Linked DNA regions of Cricetulus griseus: region 2 is linked to region 1. Evidence: chromatin contacts called from public Hi-C data. All regions are on one chromosome and are shown on one strand. The core of a region is the stretch at or near the end of the contact, and the rest is flanking DNA. Distances in the headings are between cores, read along the strand shown. Region 1 holds the start of LOC113834881. Region 2 has its middle 16 kb from the start of Stard10.

What was found. A called contact is a pair of places that touch in the nucleus more often than the background predicts.
Region 2: a contact with region 1 is called in a Hi-C map of the CHO-K1 cell line, with 4 times the contacts expected there. The contact joins the enhancer-like site here to the promoter of LOC113834881 in region 1. A contact is called at or near these places in 3 of 8 Hi-C or Micro-C datasets (the CHL-YN cell line, the CHO-K1 cell line and fibroblasts).

What each region holds. Positions count from the first base shown.
Region 1 is chr3:98,118,008-98,122,639 of CriGri-PICRH-1.0, forward strand. LOC113834881 reads left to right here and starts at 2,439. Exons shown (of 3, transcript XM_035442343.1): 1 at 2,439-2,725. The coding sequence starts at 2,476. All of the region lies in intron 3 of Arap1 (arf-GAP with Rho-GAP domain, ANK repeat and PH domain-containing protein 1), which reads right to left.
Region 2 is chr3:98,191,701-98,196,332 of CriGri-PICRH-1.0, forward strand. No RefSeq gene overlaps it. Among named protein-coding and RNA genes, the nearest start is that of Stard10, 16 kb to the left of the region's middle. Within about 2 kb of position 1,836, at least 6 of the 6 cell types and tissues checked have open chromatin away from gene starts, as enhancers often do. A contact at or near this core is called in the CHO-K1 cell line and fibroblasts, where this site is marked.

The DNA.
Region 1 (4,632 bases), core at 1,189-3,688:
TGTTGGGGCTTCCTTGGGGCTCCCCCACTCTCCATACTACTTCTTTATTTTTAAGATTTACTTATTTGTTTATGTGTAAGTGTGTATGTAAATGCACTGCCTACATTCAGGCGCCCACAGATGTCAAAAAAGGCACCAGATCCCCTGGAACTGACATTACAGATTGTTTGTGAGCTACTATGTAAGTCCTAAGAATTGAACCCGGGTCCTGTGGAACGGCAGTCAGTGCTCTCAAGCACTGAGCCATTTCTGCAGACCACCACCATACTTCCGGTCACTCTGCATGGCTATATCCTTCAGTGTTGAGTTCCCTGAGATGACCTCAGAGAACAAAGGATCCAGGCTATGTCCCACCCCAGCATTAGAACCTTCCCCCTAAAATGCTACATGGACCTTAGAGGGACCCAGGCCAATCCTAGGACTCTCACCAGCACAGCTGCAAGAGGCGCCAGGCCCAGTTATCTGGAGACATTAGTCTCCAGTGGTAAACTTTCCCAGCTGCCCACTTCCTCCTCAGCAGCTGGCCCAGTCCTGCACTCCTTGCTTCCCCCATGCTGCTTCTGTCCCTCCTCCACCTCAGTGCTGGTGCTGCTGCAAAGCCCTAGCTATGCCCCACTCACTTCTGCCCAGGCCACAGTGGACCAAGTTCTTGCAGACTCCCTTTGCTAGAATGGACATCTGCAGCCTACATGTCACTTAACACAAAGGGCTGTCCTGAACAGCCACACTGCCAGCATCCTGCTCTAGGCTGCAGCCCCCAAATGCACCCCCAATAGCACCCGATTCGAGTTCAGCACACAACTAAGGCCCCACAGCCCAGGGCACTTCTTCCTGGACCAGGGGCTCCCCTTGCTAAGTGACACTGTGGGTCAGGCTTCTGCTGGGGCTTTCTACATGGAATGACCACAAACCATCGATTCCCTTGTGCTTAAAACACACTTCGCCCTCCAGGAAACCCACCCATGCATTCCCCCTCCTTTAGCTCACACAGTCCACAGGGCCCTCCATACCACTCCACTGCCTGACCCCTGCTGAGCTGCCTGCTCCACAGACAGTCCTGTTGTGGTGAGCCAGAGGCGCATAGCATCTATCTGCCAGTCTTCTCTGTGAACCTCCTGGGTTTGGTCCTACTTTCTCCCTGAGGACAGGAAGACCAGGTCATCTCTTGGTGAGCTTTCAGACAGTTTCAGGATCCCTCCCCCACTGCTTCTCGTGCCCAGTCCACAGTAGAGGCCATTCTGTGCTCCTAGTGACCCGAAGGGTGCTGGGTTCATTAGGGATTCCTTGTAACTAGAAGGAGGGGAGGTCAACTTCATACTCAACATTTACCTACCAATTAACAACCCTGCCAGGCAGGGGAGGAACCAGACAAACAAAGTGCCAGCCCTCTCTGCAGGTAGGTCCCTGTCGCCTTGGGCTGGGGGCAAGGGGTTTAGACACATGCAATCTTGAATTTGACAATGCAACAAGCTAACCTAAATCTCCCCAAGGGAATTTCTAGATGGTACAGGGAACTCGAAATTAATGGCAGAATAGAACAAGCACCAGAGGCCCAAAGATAGACACACAAACACACACACACACACACACACACACACACACACACACACACACACACAAACACACAATAGAAATTAGGTACTGGGGTCCCCAGTGGATCCAGGAGAGGCTGATGGGGAGACACTGACCTGGAAAACCCAGAGAAAAGGAAGGAGGGATGTGGTAGAAAAGGACAGTTAAAAAAAAAAAAAAAAAAAAAAACTGGGGCAGTGGAGAAAGTAAAAGAAAATTCTGAGCAAGCCAAGAGGCAGCAGAGCACCCTGGAAAAGCAGCTTAGAAAGTGGACAGCCAGACAAAGAGGCACTCTTGTCCTCCCAGCCCTCCCACCTGCCCAACACCCTAGCCGGGACTTCCCCTCACTCACCCTCAGAGGCCTGCTGAATCCCCGGCCTAAGAACTCAGGCTCCAGCCAGGTGGACCAGTGCCTGCCAAGGTGGCCTGTGTCTGCCCCTGGAAGCCTATGTGGGCGCAGGCTGGCCTTGTGGCACGAGTCCCTGTTGCCAGCCGTGCCTGTGTCCTGCTCCCTTGGAGGTATGAATCCCAGGTATGTCTTTGCACACCTATAGGTGGTGTCTCTGAATGTGTGTAAATCAATTCTATAAGTGTGTGTGTTTCTGAATATAATCATAAATCTGTTGTGTGTGTGTGTGAGAGAGAGAGAGAGAAAGAGAGAGAGAGAGAGAGAGAGAGAGAGAGAGTGTGTGTGTGTGTGTGTGTGTGTGTGTGTGTGTGTGTGTGTGTTTGTGTCCAGCTCTAGTCTCTGCTTCCTGCTCTCCGTCTCTCCTATCCCCACCCCCTTCAGGCTGGGCCAACACACTTCCTGAAAGCACTAAGAGAGAGAAAAGTCACCCATAATCCCCTGGGGCAGTACTTCCTCCCCGCCCCTCAGGCCACACCAGTACCGTCTAAACTAAAATGGGACAACTAGCCCTGTCTGTTGGTCCCCTGAGGCCTCACAGGGTGAATGTCCAGAAAGCCCTGATTCTGGCTAGCCCTTACGGTGGATTTCCTAGACCCCACCCGCTGCAGGATGCCCAAAGAAGCTGCAAAATAGGCTCTCTGAAGGGAAGGATTTCTGCCCCAGCAACAGGTGATCAGCCTCCAGGAAGGCCAAGGATTGGCTGGGCTGCAAAGCATTCAAAACACAAAAGGGAAACCTCGCAAGGTATGACTCCAGCCAGTAGCTGCCCACTCTGGGCAAATATTTCCTTTCCCTCAAATATCTCAAGGCATCCAAGTGCCAGAGAAGGAAACTGAGACCCACAGAGAGTTGGAAGGGGCTATGTAGAGTGACTTTGGGACCCTTGATCAGAAACGATTCCACGGTGACTCAGAGATGTGAGTCCTGAGGGGTTTGTCTGACACCTGGCGGACAGGGACATGGTCCAGAGGCAGGATCTGAATGCTGGTTCCCCCTCCAGGGCTGAATATCTTTGGGCCCCCAGCCAGTTCACAGCCACAAGCTGAAATACCAGACTATATCACAGCTACAGAGGTAAAGTGGGGTCTTCTCAGGCCACATGTGAGCCTGGCCCTCAACCTGGCCAGGCAGAAAGGAGGGAGCCCCACCCTTGCTTGTTTTGTGGTGTGCTTACACCTTTCCCTGTAGCCTTGGATCCTATCAACTCCTCACTTCCCTCCAGCTCCTCTGACAATATCTCCTTCCCTGGGATGACATGAATTAGAGAGAAGGATCGGCGTGATGAGCTCAGGGTCCTTTAGTCTATGGCTAGTACAGGCTGAGGCCTGCTCACATCATTGCCAGGCACCTAAGCTCAGCACCTGCAGTGTGAAAGCTCCTGGCAGCACTGACCTTTAACCTCCATGACATGTACAAAGGGCCTATTAGATTCCCAACCTTGCCGGAGTTCGAGGATTCAAGGGTAAAGGAAACTGACAAAGATCCCGTACTCTAGGAGAGCTGACAGTCTAACAGGCTCAGGCTCTTGGCAGCATATGTACACACATATGTGCACAGTGACTCACACTTGACAGTACACAAACAATAAATGTGCCAATTCACTTACCCAAACAGCATCTGCACACTATTAACAGCGCAAGCTAGCACTGCAACCCCCACAGCAGCAGTACCCAGGGGCACAAGCATGTGTATACTCAGCCCTGATGAGCTCACACATCCAGGGCCTGTCACCACTGAAACTGCACAGGTCCCCTGCACCCTGCACCTATTAGGATCAAGCATGGCTACCTTCAGATCCAGCACAGACATGCAAGTACACAGATGTGCCACAACCCTGACAGCTGGCCAAACGTGCATGTGTATATCTACACATGCAGTATACAGACAGGCAGACAGTCTAAACACCCATACACATGAGATAAAAATAAAAGTAAAAATAAACCCAAAGACTTTGTATATCCATGAGCTGAGGACTGCAGACGACTCCTAATGCTACATTCCAGGGCACAGGACACCAGGATTGGCACCACTCTTCCCTAAGGGATGGTCCCAAACTGTGGGGATCAAAGAAGGTTCTTTGCAACCTAATGTCCCACATCCATGGATTCAATAAGCTGCAGACCAAAATATGTGAGGCAAATCCACATCTATCTGAAAAGATGTAGATTTTTTTTCCTCGTCCCTATTCCCTAACCAGTATCCCTAACTATCATATTCCAGTATGATAGTTATCTGCACAGCATTTACAGTGTATTTGGCATTGTAAGTAACGTCCAGACGATTTGCAGTTCAAGACATGGGGCTGGGGACATGGGTCTGTGGTAGAACACTTGCCAAGCATGTGCATGGCCCTGAATTTGATCCCTAAAGCACAGAAAAACAAAAAACAAAACAAAGAACATGGGGGATGAGCACAGGTTCCTTGCAAGTACTTTTATGGTCCCCCACACTGTGCCTACTGAGGGGTCAGATGTTTTACTTAGGGGCCTTAACTTCCCCACCTATTGGCCAAGTACCTATGTTGAGACTAGCTCTGAGAGTGGGGCCTTGTGTATCCTGGGGCCCTGATCTGAGAATATGATTTCTATTCTACCCTACAAGTTCCCTGAACAGATAGATATAAGTGCCAGGAGAACCACATAAGACCCAGA
Region 2 (4,632 bases), core at 586-3,085, 73 kb after region 1:
CAAATTCTGCTTCCTATTTGGCCACGATTCTGTTCTATTTTTGTCGCTAATGTAGCATGGCCAGATTCAATATCCTCAACCTTTTTTCATAAGCATTCTATGTCTTCCATTTTAGAGATCATCACCTCCTGAATTTCCCTTTGTAATTTATCAATGGTTTGTACAAACTCCTTGTTCTTTGCTTTATTTTGAAATCCTCTCCTTAGGAATATTACATTGACCATAAAGCTGATCGTTAATATCAGTAAAACGGGCAAGTCATAAACCTCCTCTAACATCCTTTCCACACAAGAAGCAAAAAGATTCCTAATGTTCTGCATCGTAAGATTATTTGCTATTGTATAAAGTTTACCTGTATTGATTTCCCAGGACTAGGAGCTATGGTGTGGATTTTTCAGTCGCAGTAACTATGTTTGACCAGCAGGTGGCGCAGGTGTACCACAGAACACGTTTCAGGCGAGTAAGGTCGCTCTGTAGCGAGGTAATCTGAACATTTCTCAAAGGGGCTACTATAGGAGGTTAAAATGGATTTCGTTAAAAGAAGGGGTTTTGGAAACCAGCAGTGCAGTAGCCGGGCGGGTTGAGAGACTCGGTGGTGCAGCACTGCACAGGGCAGGAGGCGCTGTGTCTCCCTCGTGGCGGAGGCTTCAGGCGCACCAGGTATCGATGAAGATAAGGTGTTGCCAGAGACAGGTTTATAATGGTAGTTTATTTAGGAAAGGTACTCACGCAAGGACGGACACAGAAATACTTCCAGTCCGCGCAGAATAGCGAGAGCGAAAGAGAACCACGTGCTCGGACCCCTGCTTCTTAAAACTTTGACCCCGCCCAAGCTGGGGTTGTCAGAGGTATTAACTGTGACCCCGCCCAAGCAGGCGAGGTCATCAGTCCCTCTGCTCAGGCTTTCTCCATACAGTTGGGTCATGAGACAAACCTTGACTCCTCCAAGGCTTTCTGGAACAGCAGGTGCGTTCGTTCCAACATCCAACTATTCCTTGGGGTTCGAGAAAGAGCTCCAGGCCAAAGGCAGACCGGCGGGGCTCTAGCCCTTGCTCACACAGTGACCTGTGGAAGCTCCAGGCCTCTGTGGTGCCCTTAGGTTTGCAATGTGCAGAAAGAGGAAATGTGTCTCTCTGCCTGCAATCAACTGCCTGTAATAATCTTCCACTTTTACACATAGCTTGGGAGTCTGAAAAGTCATTTACATCTTTGGATCTCATTTGATCCTCCCCACAGGCTGGTTCCTCTATAAAATGTTAGAAAGCTTAGGTTCCCCAGGAAGCAATTTACCCAAGGCCACATGGCAAGTCAAAAGTGGACTAGTTCTGGAAGCCTTCTCTAGTTCTTTATGTTCTTTGCAAAAGTCCTTTGAGAGGATCAAGGAAAGGAGGGGGCTGTGTTTTGCAGACAATAAAAGGACCACGGATAGAGGACAGTTCCGTTACTACTCATTGCTGTTATCTTTGCTCAGGCGCCCCCGCGCGTCTAACAAGAGGAAATCCCACTGCGCAGGCGCCTTTTGGTGTTTACCGAGGCCGCGAGGCCCGCAGTAGCTCATGCGCTTTTCACCAAGCACGCCCTGAGCCCGAGGATACTAGAAGCGACGCCGGAGCCTCTTAAGCGTTTGGGAGGTGTGCTACCGCGGTCTTTGGGAGGCTTCCCGCTGGTCTAGGCGTCTTCACAGTCTTGGAGCATCAAGAGGCAGCGAGGTCGCCGCCCTGTGAAGCGTCGGGTGCCAATTCAACTAACTACCGCGGCGGAACGAGCGCCGAAGCAGTGGAGCGCAGGGGTTTGGGCGCTGTACTCCCTAGCAGCCTTGGGGTTGGAGCACTGCAAAGACTACATTTCCCGAAAGCCCCTGTAGAAGGGCATGTTGGGAGTTGGAGTTTGGAGACAGTGGAGGGCTTTTGCTAGAGGGGTTAGGCAGTGAGGCCAGGGCTCTAATCCAGGGGTGGTTGATTCTAAGGACATGTAAATTACATAGTAGCTAGCTTGTGACTTAGAATACTAAGTTGTCTGTATCTTCCACTCCGTTTGTCAGCACTCAGATCACCATTCGGACTCTTCTGCTGTTAAATCCAACGTGTGTGTGTGTGTGTGTGTGTGTGTGTGTGTGTGTGTGTGTGTGTGTGTGTGTGGGAGGGACTCTTCTATCCTACTGCTATTAAATCCAACGTGAGTGTGTGTGTGTGTCCCAAGTGCTGTGATTGCAGGTCTGTGCCAGTAAGTCCAGATTAAATAGAACTTTGTACCATGATGAGAATGTTTGCCTGCACAGTCCAATACTGTTGCCATTGTGTGGCTGTTTAACACATGGATAAATTGCATGAAAGAATTAAAACTATTAGACGGCTTTGGTGGCTCACACCTGTAATTCCAGCTTGGAGATGGGAGGGACATGAATCTGAAGTCAAACTGGGCTCCATAGTGGGAACTCAGTGGTAAAGTATTTGCCTAGCAGACACAAGTCCCTATATTCAATACCCAGCAGGCCCTGGGTAAGGACACACACCATCCTATTCGAATGGTTTTTTGTTGATTTTGCTTGTTTCTGGCTTTTCGAGACTGGGTTTCTTCTTGGTGTGTGTGTGTGGGGAGGGGGTGCTGGGTTTTTTTTTTTTTTTTTTTTTTTTTTGGTTTCTTTGTGGCTTTGGAAGCTATCCTGGAACTAGCTCTTGTAGACCAGGCTAGTCTCAAACTCACAGAGATCTGCCTTCCTCTGCCTCCCGAGGGCTGGGACTAAAGGTGTGAACCACCAACCCCCGGCTCGAATATAATTTTTCTTTTTTTTGGGGGGGTGGTTTCGAGACAAGGTTTCTCTGTGGCTTTGGAGGCTGACCTGGAACTATCGAATATAATTTTTTTAATGTGATTAGTTTTAACTAATTTAAATGGCTGCCTTCTGGGTCTGGCTACTTTACTGGACAGCTCCATAAATGAAACCTGTCGCTGTCTTCATTATATGGTGGTTTCACCTCACTTTGTGAGGCCCACACTTTGGTTTCTTCTTACTCACTTCCGTCTTCCTCCATTGTTCTTCCCTTGCAAACTAAAAATTAGTTTGGATTGTAAAAATCTTCCCTACTGTTCATTAGGCTGGAATAACAGGAACAGAGAAGGCCAGCTGTAAAATTAACAGGAAATAGTACTTTCCCCAGGACATGCTGCAGCTATAAAAATGTTCTAATGACATCTTGCTTTGAGTAACAATTCATTTCTTACCAACCCAGCAGGCTCATTTTCTGAAATCATAGGCTATCAGGAACTTTGCTGCTATTGGAAATGATATGGCCAAAACTGAAAGTCTTGCCTGGGGATCTGAGTCACAGAGTGGACAGAAATTGCAACTTGGAGACGGAGATCCAGGGAAAGGACTTCTGAACATATTACATCTATCTTTATTGTTTCCAAGGAAATGAAATCTTGGGTCCACTTGGCAGTGCACCTTGATGAAGCCTTTCAAAATGTGTTCCTTAAATTTCACCTGACCGCCAGGCAGTGGCAGTACATGCCTTCAATCCTGGCACTAGGAGGCAGAGGCAGGCAGATCTTTGTGAGTTTGTTTACAGAGTGAGTTCCAGGACAGCTAGTACTGTTACACAGTTGGCTGAGGCTGGCCCAGGTGACTGGGCTGTGCCACCAAAAGCACAGGATGTACTGTCCATTGTGCCAGTCCTGGCCATTGATGCTTTGAGCCAAATTTCCCAGAAAGAGAAAAAAAACAGCTACCACTGTGTTAAAGACTCTAAGAAGCTGACTGATAAAAACTTAAATGATCATAGTTGGAATGTGCCAGGTCCAGAGCTAACCTATCTTGATTATCTTTAACATGCTGAATAGCCATTTACTGCCCACATCTTCATTGGACCTGACACCCTTGTGGCTATAAGGTAAAATTCCCTTTGGAATGTATAAACATAGGTCTAGCTTCCACCAACCGGTAGACTAAGTATTGTCATCAGATAGCTTGGCCTGTAGCAGGGTGTGTCCAAGCTTTGCTGTAAACTGCCTACCTGATGTTTCTACTAATGTATCTGAAAAGTGTCTTGCTTGGTCACTATTTTGGACCATATTACATCCATACTGGGGTAACCTTATCTGGATTCTCTGGGCCATGTCACTCATATTTGGCTCCAGAATAAACTCTCTTATTCTCTTATTGTGGAATAATCTGTACACTATGAAGATTAGTCATTCGGATTGCTGGGTGGTGGTGGCACATGCCTTTAATTCCAGCACTTGGGAGGCAGAGGCAGGTGGATCTCTGTGAGTTAGAGGCCAGCCTGGTCTACAGAGTGAGTTCCAGGATACCCAAGGCTACACAAAGAAACCCCATCTGGAAAAACCAAAAGCCAAAACAAACAAACAAACAAACCTGAAGAACGAAATAGCTAGGCAGGATTTTCAGGGCAGAGAGGACAATAGGAAGAAGGGTGGTGACCTGGGTAGTCCCTAACCAAATGGGGAGGAAGCAGCATGGGCAGTACAGAGTAAAAGTAATAAAGTCACAAGGCAGAAAGTAAATTAGTAAATTAATAGAAATGGGTTAACTGAAGTTGAAAGAGCTAGTTAGTGACAAGACTAAGCTACCAGCTAGTCGGTTTTTTGTTTGTTTGTTTGTTTGCTTGCTTG